Regions from separate parts of the Neogale vison genome. Here region 2 is linked to region 1. A link is a contact called in public Hi-C data. All regions are on one chromosome and are shown on one strand. Each heading gives the region's core, a stretch centred on a gene start, on an enhancer-like site or on the middle of the called end of the contact. The rest is flanking DNA. Distances are from core to core; before and after follow the strand shown. Region 1 holds the start of ZNF706 (zinc finger protein 706). Region 2 holds the start of PABPC1 (polyadenylate-binding protein 1).

Evidence for each region. Hi-C and Micro-C count contacts between places; a contact is called where the count stands out from the background.
Region 2: a contact with region 1 is called in a Hi-C map of fibroblasts, with 3 times the contacts expected there. The contact joins the promoter of PABPC1 here to the promoter of ZNF706 in region 1. A contact is called at or near these places in 2 of 3 Hi-C or Micro-C datasets (fibroblasts and muscle).

Annotation. Positions count from the first base shown.
Region 1 is chr4:36,161,178-36,167,404 of ASM_NN_V1, forward strand. ZNF706 (zinc finger protein 706) reads left to right here and starts at 3,721. Exons shown (of 4, transcript XM_044245198.1): 1 at 3,721-3,900.
Region 2 is chr4:36,533,908-36,540,134 of ASM_NN_V1, forward strand. PABPC1 (polyadenylate-binding protein 1) reads left to right here and starts at 2,523. Exons shown (of 16, transcript XM_044245203.1): 1 at 2,523-2,891; 2 at 3,005-3,233. The coding sequence starts at 3,041.

The DNA.
Region 1 (6,227 bases), core at 2,471-4,970:
TTGTTGATTTATGCAAAAATAACAGCTGAGATTTTGATAGGGGAAGCACTGAATCTACAGATAAAACTGGGAAATATTGCCAGTTTTACAATATTAAATATTTTGATCCATGAACATGGAATGCCTTTCCATTTATTTGAGTTTTCTTTAAGTTCTTTCAACAATGTTTTGTAGCATTTAGGGGTGCACAGGTGGCTCAGTGTGTTAAAGCCTCTGCCTTCGGCTCAGTTCTTAACCCAGGGTCCTGGGATGGAGCCCCACATTGGGCTCTCTGCTCGACGGCGAGTCTGCTTCCTCCTCTCTCTCTGCCTGCCTCTCTACCTACTTGATCTCTGTCTGTCAAATAAATAAATAAAATCTTTAAAACAAAAATAAAAACGATGTTTTGTAGCATTCAGATATAAGTTTTGCACTTCTTTTTGTAAATTTATTCCTAAGTAGTTTGTTCTTTTTGATGCTATTCTAATAAATTGCAATATTTTTAAAACTGATTTTAACATCTCTGAAATTGAGGTGTATTATACAGTCAAGGGTATCTTAGTATTATGCCATAGTTCAAGTGGCAGTAATTTTTTTTTTTTATCTTGGTGGAAATAAATGTGACTTACAATCAACAGCTTTTTTGATTCAGTACTATATTGTGTTAAATGTGAAATGTCTAGAAAACATTAAAGTGGAAATGGAAAATGGGCATTTGGATATATCAGTTTAGAAATCAGAAGAGAGGATTGAACTAGTAGATAGATACAGGGTCATCCGAAGTTCATTATTGAAAGCCATAAGGGTGAATGAGATCCCTCTGGGGAAACAGTGTAGAGAAAACAAGGTATTCCAGGTTGCAGCCCTGAAAAATTGCAACAAGAAGTTGATTATAGGAATAAGAGCTAGAAAAGGAAACATTTTTGTTTTAGGTTTATTGTTGTCATTATTGCTGTTATTATGTGTCACTTGATGGAAAGACCTATGGGGCCAGTACCCTGCCTCTTTTACACTTTAATGAACCTCTAAGCTAAGCACTTTACCATATTTAGATTTTAACCTACATGCCACAGATAAATTGGGGAAAGTGATTCAGAATAATCTGTTCATTTGAAAAATAACTTATTGATTGGCCATCAGCTCTTTCAGCCCTGAAAATCAAACAGGAATACAAATAAATAAGTCTTTCAGGTCTTCAGAGAAGCATTTTAATCTGATGTTGATTTTGGTTTGAAACAGGCACATGCTTATTGGATATTAACCTAGAGTAACTGTCTAAAGGTAGAAGAGAACCAGTCCGTAGAAATACTGCAGCATTCACAATTAAAACCAGCAATGTGTATAAAAATCCTTCTAAGGCATTCCTATCCCATTTGCTGTCACATTTCTAGAGAATAAGTAGGACACCAGCTGGTAGTAATGCTAATTCATCCGCCTTTCATTTACTGTTTGTCACTTCTCAGATGCTGAATCTTACCCATTCCTTTTTCCCCTTCATACTTCAAATGCCCTAACCAACATAAAGTTATAGTCATACCATATCCTCTAGGCAGTGGTTTTCAAACAGGGGAGATTTTGACCCCAAAAGGACATTTGGAAAGGTATAGAGATATTTTTTATTTGTCACAACTGGAGATAGAGAGCCACTGACATCAAAAGTGTACAGGACAGGGATATTGTCAAACATTCTACAATCCCTAGGACAGGCCCCCATAAAAACAAATGATCTAGCCCAGAGCATCAGTACTGCCAAGGTTGAGAAACTCTACCAATGGAGGTAAGTTTTGATATATATGAACTTCCTCGAGACAAAGTCCTTAGCTTTTCCCAAATTCTCAAAGGTGGTATAATGCAGAATTTTAAGAAACACTGACATAAATGGGTATTTCATATAGGCTGCAGTAACAAGCAGCATAGTAATACCACTTCACAGCAAAAATCACGTCTCTAGTTATGACTTATCTCAGCCCACTAAATCTCTCTGTCCCTTTCCAATGCCCATGCTGATTCATGGCTAGACAGAGATCTTCGGATTTCCTGTGTCTAGACTCTCTGAGTACCTCATACTCTTATTAGCAGGTTAATATAGCTATTATGGTTATGGTGACTCTTGATTAAGCCAGAACTTTATGGTATGTCAAAAGTTTTGATTTCTTTAGATACCTCCAGTTCATCTGGTCAATATCCATTTAATCAGTGCTTACTATGTTTAGCACACCGCTAGGCTCTGGGCATATAGTGATGAAAATGAGCTTGCAACTCAATACTGGAAAGATAGCAATAAAATTTAAACATATAACTTAAAACTGCAGTATAGAGAGGTGTGAAAGGTAAAGGTGAGAGAGACTGAAATGAGGATAAGGAAGGACTTAAAAACCAGATCATTGTATGCCACCCAAATGAGAAAAGCCGCTAACTCCTTTCTGGTTGTTCTAAACAATTCTGTAATATCTATATCCCAGTCCTGCTCATTTGGGATACATATTTTAAACTAGCTTCTCCTGGGCACTGACAGGCAAGTGGGAGAGTGGATGCTATCAGCAAGGTGAGAACGTCAGATGTAAAAGCTTCCCTTTTCCTTGGTATTAATAAAATCAGGTCATGATCCCAGGGTCCTGGGATCGAGCCCCGCATCGGGCTCTCTGCTCTGCAGGGAGCCTGCTCCCCCCTCTCTCTCTGCCTGCCTCTCTGCCTACTTGTGATCTCTGTCAAATAAATAAATAAAATATTGAAAATAAAATAAAATAAAATAAAATTAGAAACCAGTGTTGGGGGCGGGGGAGAGAAGGGCCGCAGTGAAATAGAATAAAGCCCAAGTCTGAAATGCCATTTGCAGATATCAGCAGATTACTGACTCAATTGTTCTTAACCACATACTGGAAGTTAGCGCTCATGGCCTGTAAATCATAGAGAACCCCCCCCCCAATTCAACTTAACCATTTCCAAATATTAGCAACTCTGTATGATGTTAGGATTCAGCTAAAGCGGTCGGGGTACCCTAGCCAGCAACACTAAGACAAGCTGGAATCCTGAACTCACTAAAAACCCCCGACCGGTAAAAATAACCGGAGTTTCCGTGGGAACGACACTGGGGGTTGGCCGGTGAGAGAACAAAGGCTGCGCGGCCCTATTAGGGTCCGCTGGGCCCGCTGGCCGCACTGGGGGCTGGGGTGGCGGCGGTGGTGCCTCCGGGTGGCTGGCTCCCCGGTACCCCACGCCGCGGCGGCGCTGGCGCACCTCTCTGGGCCGGTGCCCGGGTTGCTGCATAGGAGGGCGTCGGCGAGGCGGGAGGCGAGAAAGGACGCGGGGACCGAGGCCGGGCCGCCGCCCCAGTGAGTGAGCTGGCAAGCGGCTTGTGAAACACGCCGCAGGCCGTCACCCAGCAGGACCGGGATCACGCGGCTCCCGGGGCCGGCCGAAGCCGCCTAGATAGAGCACGCGGGAGGGGAGGGGCGCCGGGGACAGAGGGCGACGTCCCCTGCAGTTTCCCTCTCGTAGGGGCCGCCGTCGCCGCCAGGCCCCGCCCCCTGACGCTTATGTAATAGGGGCGCGCTGCCATTGGCCCGCGCGACCGGAAAGGGCGCAGGCGTGCGAGCAGGGGCGGGGCGCGGGAGGCGGCCGCAGCAGGAAGGCGCGTGGGCGGCAAGAGCAGGCGGGCGCTGGGGCGACTGGGAGAGTTGCGCGGCGTGCGCGGGCACGAGCGTAGTGGCCTCCCCCGAGGCTGAGGCGGCGGCGGGCGCGCGCGGCGGCGGCGGCGGCGGGTGCGAGGCGCGGGCTGTTGTGCTCTCCTCTTTCCCCTCCTTGGCGGGTGGAGGAGGCCGAAGCGGTGCTGGGCGCTCTCCCCCTTCCTCTCCCTGCGGCCACCTCCCCCGGCCCTCTCGCGCTGCGCGGTCTCTCCGACGCAAGACTGTCCCGGCCCGGGTGAGCGGCTGTGGGGGCGGCGCTGACGCCGCAGGACGTCCGGGAGCCGGGGTGGGGGCTTGGCGGCAGGGTCGCGGCGGGTCGCGAGGGGCCGCCGGCCTCCCCGCCTCCCAGGCGGCGGCCGGGCCCGTCTTGTCCCGGCGCGGGCCCCGGGCTGGAGGGAGAGCTCGGGCGCCTGCCAGGCCCTGCAGGTGGCCGGGTTGCAGGCCGCCGCCGGCCGTGGCGCGGAGCGGTAACCTTACCCCTTGGCGACAGCAGCTGGTCGGTTTCTCGAGGCCGGGGCTCCCCGCGGCCGAAGAGGCCGGGTTTGGGGCAGCCAGAGCCCCCGGGAGGCGCGTCTCGGGCCGGGGTCGGTGAGGAGTAGCGGGTAGGTGGGGGCTGCGTGGCCGGACCGAGGAAGGGGCTCCCCGACGCGGGAGAGGCGGGCTGGGAAGGAAGGTGGGCCGGGCTGCCGCTGGGGTTGGTCAAGTGTTGGGCGAAATGGATCTTAACTCCCGGTGCTTTCCTCTTCCCTCCCCGAAAGGATGTAGTTAAAAGCTAGGGTCAGGATGTTGATCACTGCCTGGGCCTCCTCGTTTCAGATAGTTATGGAGAATGATCCTACTTCCTGAATCCCAAATCTTTTTTTACTCCGTTGTTTTTGGTTTTGAGAGGATCTTTGGAGGCAGTACTTACTTGTTGCCTCCTGTAAGAGCTCTTCATTTTAGAACTCTATTCTTCTCCTTCCCTCTTTGCAGCCCTCTAAGCCACACTAAGAGTTACATTAAAAAAAAACCTGCGTTTAAGGTGTTTGTAAATGACTTGTTGGCCCTCAGTTGTGTATAATCAAGAAGTGCTTAAGAGTTTGTAGAAAATTCGATTGGCCTGAGAGTAATCCCAGAGTTGAGCTGTCCAAAAGCAGGTGGCTTGTTCGTTTGCATTTCTGCTTTCAGAAAGGAAATCAATGCAGTGAGTTGTTAGAAGTTAGGGGCCTACCCCACGCGTTTAGACTGTTGATTCGATTTCCTTTACCGGGTTTTCGGTTTTAAAAATAAGAATAAGCGACCAGTCTTCACTTATTAAAGTGGTTTTATTTTATGGTTTTATTTGTTACTGTTAGATGGCAATGGAAAATGGGTTAAATCTATTGTGTAATGTTATATTTTAGGAGAAGCCCCAAATGGAAAAGTTAAAAATAATGTTGTGCATCTCATTACATTGTACAGATCACTGCATGAAAATGGTATCAAAATAGTTAATATCTTGTAATTATCAAAGAAACTTCTGGAATTGGCATAAAACAGTTGAGGTTACCCACAAAATCATTATATTAGCATGTGTAGCAGACATTGTGTAGAAGAGTTCAGATGCAGGAGAGGACTGGAGTATTCTGACATAAGGTACTAATAAAAAGATCTTATGAAATATTGGGATATGTAAAGATTGAATACCTATTATCATCCAAATGATACTTAAGTATTCAAATCTGTTTCTGTGGGAATAGGTTCCGCATGCTTGCCATAACATTTGTACTTAAATATACATTTAAAAAGAATCATACCATTTGACTTGGGATTAATAAAGATTTGGCTTTATGAAAACTAAAATGGTAATTTAGTTTTCAAGGAGTAACACATCTGGTAATATTTACTATTATTTGGGAATAAACTAGGCTAGCATACTAAAAATTTTTATAGTTTGTTGAACTATTCAACTGACTTCTTAAAAAGGCATTGATCCTCTTGTATGTTTTATTTGACTTTCAATTTTGTGTTAAATACTAGTGGAGAATTTGCCCAGCCAGTGTATTTATTTTGTCAGTTTCCCTTTTTCTTTTTGGGAGAGGCCTGTGTGTTTGTATGAAATGCTTTGACTTTATATCCGTTAACTAATTAGGGTTTTAGTCAGAAAAAAAAAACAGCCCTGTTTTCTTGTAAAGGTGATCTAGATCCAGTTTATGTTCATATCCTGCAATGATTTAAAAGCTTAAAACTTAACTGCAGTGCTAGTCAAAGGTATATATAGGAATTCTACGTAGGACCCAGTTTAAATATATTTAAAAAGCCTTTGGTGCCCATAGACTCCTTATGAGCAGTTTTAATTCATGTTGTCTAATAGAAGACTTTATTTATATTTTTATTTTATTTTAATTCCAGTATGGTCCATATTCAGTGTTGTATTAGTTTCAGGTGTTCAGTATAGGGATTCCACAGTTCTAGACATGCTCATTGCTCATCATGATAAGTCTTCTGTTTAATCCCCATCACCTATTTCACCCATCCCTCCACCCTTCTCCCCTCTGGGAATCATCAGTTCTCTATAGTTAAGTCTGTTGATTGATTTGAGAA
Region 2 (6,227 bases), core at 1,273-3,772, 370 kb after region 1:
CAGTGACTAGACTACTTCTGCCTACCATGTAGGGTATCCATTTCCAATGTCAGAGTGCCCTGGAGGCTCAGCTGTTAATTGGACTTATCAATTAGGAAGTTACTTGTTCAAAATAGCTTTGCAACAAAGAGAAGTCTTTTGAGAGTTATTTAATCCAGGCTCTAGTGAAACCAGAGAGTGAGCCCTTTCTAATGACTGAGGTACTCAAACCTAACCTCGACAAACTCAACTCATGCCAAACTATTGTTCTCTGACAAAATTTTCTAGACTCCAAGCAGACCATTTTTCTCATCTTGTTATTTACAATCATGTTTTAGTGAATTCTACCAAACAGTACCCTCATCTTCCTCCACCAGAAATACATGTAAGCCCCTGGATAATCTTGGTAACTATGTTTGGTTTTGGATAGTTTTAATTCTTGCTGCAATTTCCAAGTTATTGGAGGTGATCTCCCTTCACTCTCCTTTACTGAGTATACCTCTTCTTTACCCGTTTGTTTTCTCATATTACCTGTTTAAGTAACTCAACAAAAATGCTAAAATGAAACCGTTTTCTTTCAAAGTACAATAATAGAATTTCCACCCTCCTATTTTTTTTAAGAAACTATAGAATCTAATAGAAAATTGTCACAGCCAGATAAAATGCTAGGATTGGATGTTGATGGTATTGATTTTAATGCTGATATTTATGATTATCAGAGAGCTCCTCATAAGCCTCTTGAGGACAGGAATTTGTTTTTGTCGTTTGTCTTCCTTACTCATAGTACTCTCCACTTGGTAGACATTCAGTAAATATATTGATGGATTGATTTTTAACCACAGAGTTGTAACAGATGGAATGGTGACTTATCATTTAGTAATAGATGTGTCTTCCTAATGCACAAAGTTTTGCCCTTTTCCCTAATAAAGCACATGAGACAGTATGTTCTTCAAAAATATTATCTTTTTTCTACCAAGATGGGGGCAAAATAGCACTTACAAGGGATTCCGGTGGTTTAAATTTTAATTAAATGACAATAAAGCACCCAGTCCACAGCTGGCAATGTATCTGACATGCATTTAAGTTTATTGAATTAAAGAATGAATTGGGCAATCATTTAGCTTGAGACTGCTCCCTTAACAGTAAAATAAAGTTATTACTAGGTGCTCCACCACCCACACAAGATTGCGGTAGGGAACAAAATGACAGGATGTTTATGCAAGTGCTTTAGAAACTGTAAAGTACATTACTACTTTAAAGTGGGGATTTGTATGCTGACTTGATATCATTCCTATAAACTGGTATTTTCTAATGGCCATCAATTTAATAAATTTAGCATTTTTGCTGAAGTCCACAACTAATGTATAAAATTGTTTTGAACATTTGTAATACTGCATTGAAACTATCCCTAATTTTGCCCGCTTGCAGGTCCGTGGTGTTATGTACAACTGTGAGACTCATACTTTAAGAAAAACGAATTTTTTTGAGTCCCGTTTTCTACCTCTGAGAAATCGCAAGTAGAAATTGCACGAATCAAAGATTCCAACCTAAGAGCTTAAGTTAATAGTGATCACGACACTTTAAAAAGGGAAGCGTACAAAGACCCCGTAAACAGCCTTCCCAATTAAAGGCACTTTGACTAACGACAGGGTCCGGTGGAGACCGAGAAGAGTGCAGGTCTCCGAAACTTTGGGAGAGAAGCCCAAGGATTCCTCCCCTCCCCCCTTGTACTGGAAGCACCGCGGGGCGGCGACCGGGGTCCAGCGCCGGGACGGTTGGGGGTCCCCGAGCCAGCAGCCAGGACCCGCGGCCAGTTGGGGTCAGCGAGCGCCGCGGCCGTTGGGGACTCCAGCTCCCAGCAGGCACCGCTTCTGCGGCCGACGCGCGTGGCGGCGCTGCCCGCTGGGAGTCGTAGTGCGGTCCGGGTAGGAGAAAAAGGAGCCAACCCGGCTCCTTTCACGCACATTTCGGAAACTGGGCCTGGAAGGAACCACTCCAGCCCACCCGTGCTCAGGGTCCCTAAGGGACAGGGGCGAGTGGAGCAGGGCAGGCTGTGGCGGGAAGAGGCCCGGACGGCCGTGCACGTGGGGGGTGGTTAGCGCCGAGGAACCCGGAAGCCCCGCGCGCCGCCCACCGCCGCGGTGACGGGTTAACGCTTCTCCAGGGTGGAGGTGGGGGCGGGGTGTGTGGAAGGAGAGGCCGTCCCACCCGACTCCTCTCAGACCCACTAGCGAGCCAGCCCTCCCCTCCCCCCACGAGCTCTACGCAGCGCAGACCCCGCCCCCCGGCCGCGGCGCGTGCGCAGGAGCCCCGCCCCTCCGCTCCAGCCCCACCCCCACACCCGCTGCAGCCGCCGCCGCCACCTCTCCCTTCCTCTCTGCTCTTTCCTCCTCCTGTTTTCTCTTCCCTCCTCCCCCTCGCCTCCTTTTCTCCTCCTCCTCCGGCGCTGACGCTCGCGTAGGGCCCTGGCGTCAGACGCGCGGGGGCGGGGCGAGTGCGGCGGGGGGTATAAGTAGAGGGTGCAGGAGGCGGTGCTTCCCCTTCTCCCCGGCGGTTAGTGCTGAGAGTGCGGAGTGTGTGCTCCGGGCTCGGAACACACATTTATTATTAAAAAAATCCAAAAAAAATCTAAAAAAATCTTTTAAAAAACCCAAAAAAAATTTACAAAAAATCCGCGTCTCCCCCGCCGGAGACTTTTATTTTTTTTTCTTCCTCTTTTATAAAATAACCCGGTGAAGCAGCCGAGACCGACCCGCCCGCCCGCCCGCGGCCCCGCAGCAGCTCCAAGAAGGAACCAAGAGACCGAGGCCTTCCCGCTGCCCGGACCCGACACCGCCACCGCCACCCTTGCTTCCCAGCCGGCAGCCAGCAGCCAGCAGCCAGCGGCAGCCGATCGACCCCGTTCTGCGGCCGTTGAGTAGTTTTCGATTCCGGTTGATTTTTGTCCCTCTGCGCTTGCCCCCGCTCCCCTCCCCCCGGCTCCGGCCCCCGGCCCCAGCACTCGCTCTCCTCCTCTCACGGAAAGGTCGCGGCCTGTGGCCCTGCGGGCAGCCGTGCCGAGATGAACCCCAGCGCCCCCAGCTACCCCATGGCCTCGCTCTACGTGGGGGACCTACACCCCGACGTGACCGAGGCGATGCTCTACGAGAAGTTCAGCCCGGCCGGGCCCATCCTCTCCATCCGGGTCTGCAGGGACATGATCACCCGCCGCTCCTTGGGCTACGCGTATGTGAACTTCCAGCAACCGGCGGACGGTGAGAGCCGGGCCCGGCGGGCTGGCGGGGCGGGCGGCCATGAGGCGCAGGCGGCGGCGGGCTGGCTAGGCCGGCGGGCCCGGGGGAGGGGACGGGCGGGCATGTCACCCCCTGAGGGCCGGCGGGGAGAGGCTTGGGCGCCGGGACCCCCGCTTCCCGTGCCCGCGGGGACCCGCGCTGCCGGCAGCCGCACGCCTGGCCACTTCCTCCTTTGCGACCATTTTCTCGGCCTCAGCCGCTCTCAAACTTTAGGGTGATGACGCGCCGGGAGGGTTGGTGAGATTGGGTTCTTCCACCGCGCTCCCGCTAGTAGCCGCGGGCTTCTGGGGCGTCGGGAGCCGAGACCCCTTCTCTGGTACTAGGTGGAGGCGCTCCCACCACCCCGTGCTCCTGCCGGCGCCCCAGGACGCGGAGGAAGTGCGATTCGGTGCTCAAAAAATACCACGTGTTGAACCCTGTAACCTCACAGGCCCGAGGCCTGTCTCTGCTACTGGCCCAATCGCCTGGGGGAGCCACAGGGCCTTAGGATAAAGTTAATTTGGTGATGTGGTGGTCTTCAGGTTTCTGATTCCATTCTTAATAACTTGTCAGTAACCGATGGCTCTAGAAACGTAGATTACCGATGAGAAGCGCATTCGGGGTTTTCCCCGAGTTCAGGCATTTCTCACTAATACTACAGCAGGTTGGTGGGAGCAGAGGGTGTGGAGGATGACCCTTTGGAAATGCACTGTTTTCTCAGGCATTGTAGGTTATTTGAGGTTTTTTATCCAAATTAGATTCGTAATACTGGTAATACAGAATGTTTCTTTCCTTCTGAAATAGTTCTGTGCTTTCGAGATGACCCCCCCCCCCAAAATTTAAGAATCAAATTTTGGCTGTAAACTTCGAGTGTAGTGTGGACTGGACCATTATACTTCTTGGCCTTCAGTAGTAAAGGTTTCTTTATTTTTTAAAGTGGTCTGAATATCCGTATGTCATGGGTAATTGAACAAAATAACAGTACTAATTCACCGAGGAAAAAAATGTGGCTAAAACATATCTTTTTATTTTGAGGTTAAACAGTTCACAAAATAAAATTTGGCAAACAGATTAAGATAGTGGCATGATGAGTTCCCAGGATTTTCTTTATATTTGGATCAGTTAACTTCCAAAAGTCAGATTCACTCAATTTTATGGCCCAGTTTTGCTTTTATCCCCTCAAGCTGCTTGAATACATGTCAGCTAATATGGAATATAAGGAATTTACTTTTAAATTTTTTAATTAAATTAACTCAATAGGACTGGAAGTTATTTAATGATCAGCTTTTTGCTAGGTGAAGTTACTGTCACGATTTGGGTAGACATACTACTATTGAGTGTCACAGCCAGAAGTTGTAAAACTGCACTGCAGGTTTCCTGCCCTTTTGCTCCTTAAGCAGTGGCTCCAAATGTCAGCCCATAACAATTTTTACAAACTCTGGACAAGATTTACCGCTGAATGAATAGATTAGGGAAGATAACTTTGGGGCAGGTAATCACAATCTAAAGTTAACAGAGAACACTTGAACAAATCCGAAAGACTATAAAATGTAACTTTTGGAAGTGGCTGTTATTCTTTCCAAGCTTAACAATTTTAAAACAAACCCAATTTTTAAAATATCTTGGGATTTGAAAAGTTGAACTTCAGGTTACCATGGTTACAGTACACTGTATGTAATTCTCAGTCTATACCAGTGGGCCTGTACTGTAACTGTTCAAAAGAAGATAGCATTTGTTCATCTTACATTTGTTTGGTTTCTATATGTACAAATTACCGTTTTTCCAAATATTTTTTCAGTGGTTTTCTCTTTTCCTATTTACTGCAACATCGATGGGCTGTTAGGATAGCTTCTGAAAGTGACCAGTTTCCAATTTAACAGGAAGAGGTGACTCATTCAAAAGACGCTTAAGCAAAGTCAGCTAAAAAACCTAGGGGAGCTGAGTAGGTGTGGTCAATTGATAATGAGCTGACAGCTGATTGTCACTATCTTCTAGAAACTGGAGCTTTCATTTATAAAAAGAAGTGGCCGGAAAATTTGCCCTCTCAATAAATTTACATGCAAAAAAAATTTGCATGGAATTTGTGAGAATTGGTGTTTCAGAACTTCAAATGGACTATGTTTTTCCCTCTTGAGGACTAATGTTTTTTACTTAAGAATATATTTCTCCATGAAAAGTCTCAGTTTATTTAGTAAATGCCTCATGGTAGAGATGCACTTAATTCAGTATTTCATAGACTCTGAAATCAGGGTTGATGCCGAAATTTTTCTAGCACTATGCAGAAATAATAGATTAAATGATCAGTTATTAAGTCAATCAATGGCTGAAGATAAAATTGGTTTTATATGTCAAGAAAGCTTTAATGAGTGAATTGCGAATCTTACAGACCTGGCATTAAAAATTTTGTATTCATTATATAGCTAAGTATGCCAACCTCACATTAGTTTTTGAGGGGCTTAATCTGAACGGATATAACTTTTTTTTTTAAACATAGTAATACGAAGTTTGTGCCATGAGTCCCTGAAAATCCCCCAGCTCCCAAAATCCAGGGACTTTATTATTATTTTTTTAATGGACTAATTTTTGTATAATATTGGCTGTGGTAAGCAAAGAAAAGGCCGATTTTGACAAGAAGTAAGGGAAGAAGTTAAAATATTTGAAAAAACTAAAAGCTTTTAAGTCTGGGTAATTATCTAATATTTTTTATATTGTTCATTAAGCAGATTGTATGTGAAGGGGTATCTTGGTTTTATGTTGAACCAAAAAGGGATTTTAAATTTATGGTAGTTAATGGAAAAAATGTTTCAGAAATACATTGGTGATATGTCATCTGTTAAGATGGGAAATTTGGGGTTTCTGATAATTTTCTTCTTCTTTAGCATTATACAATTTAGATCTAGACTAGTGTGAGGTGTAAGGCCCAGCAATCTTGAAATTTAGATAGGGAGAGAGGGGGCCATGCCCAACTACTTTCCC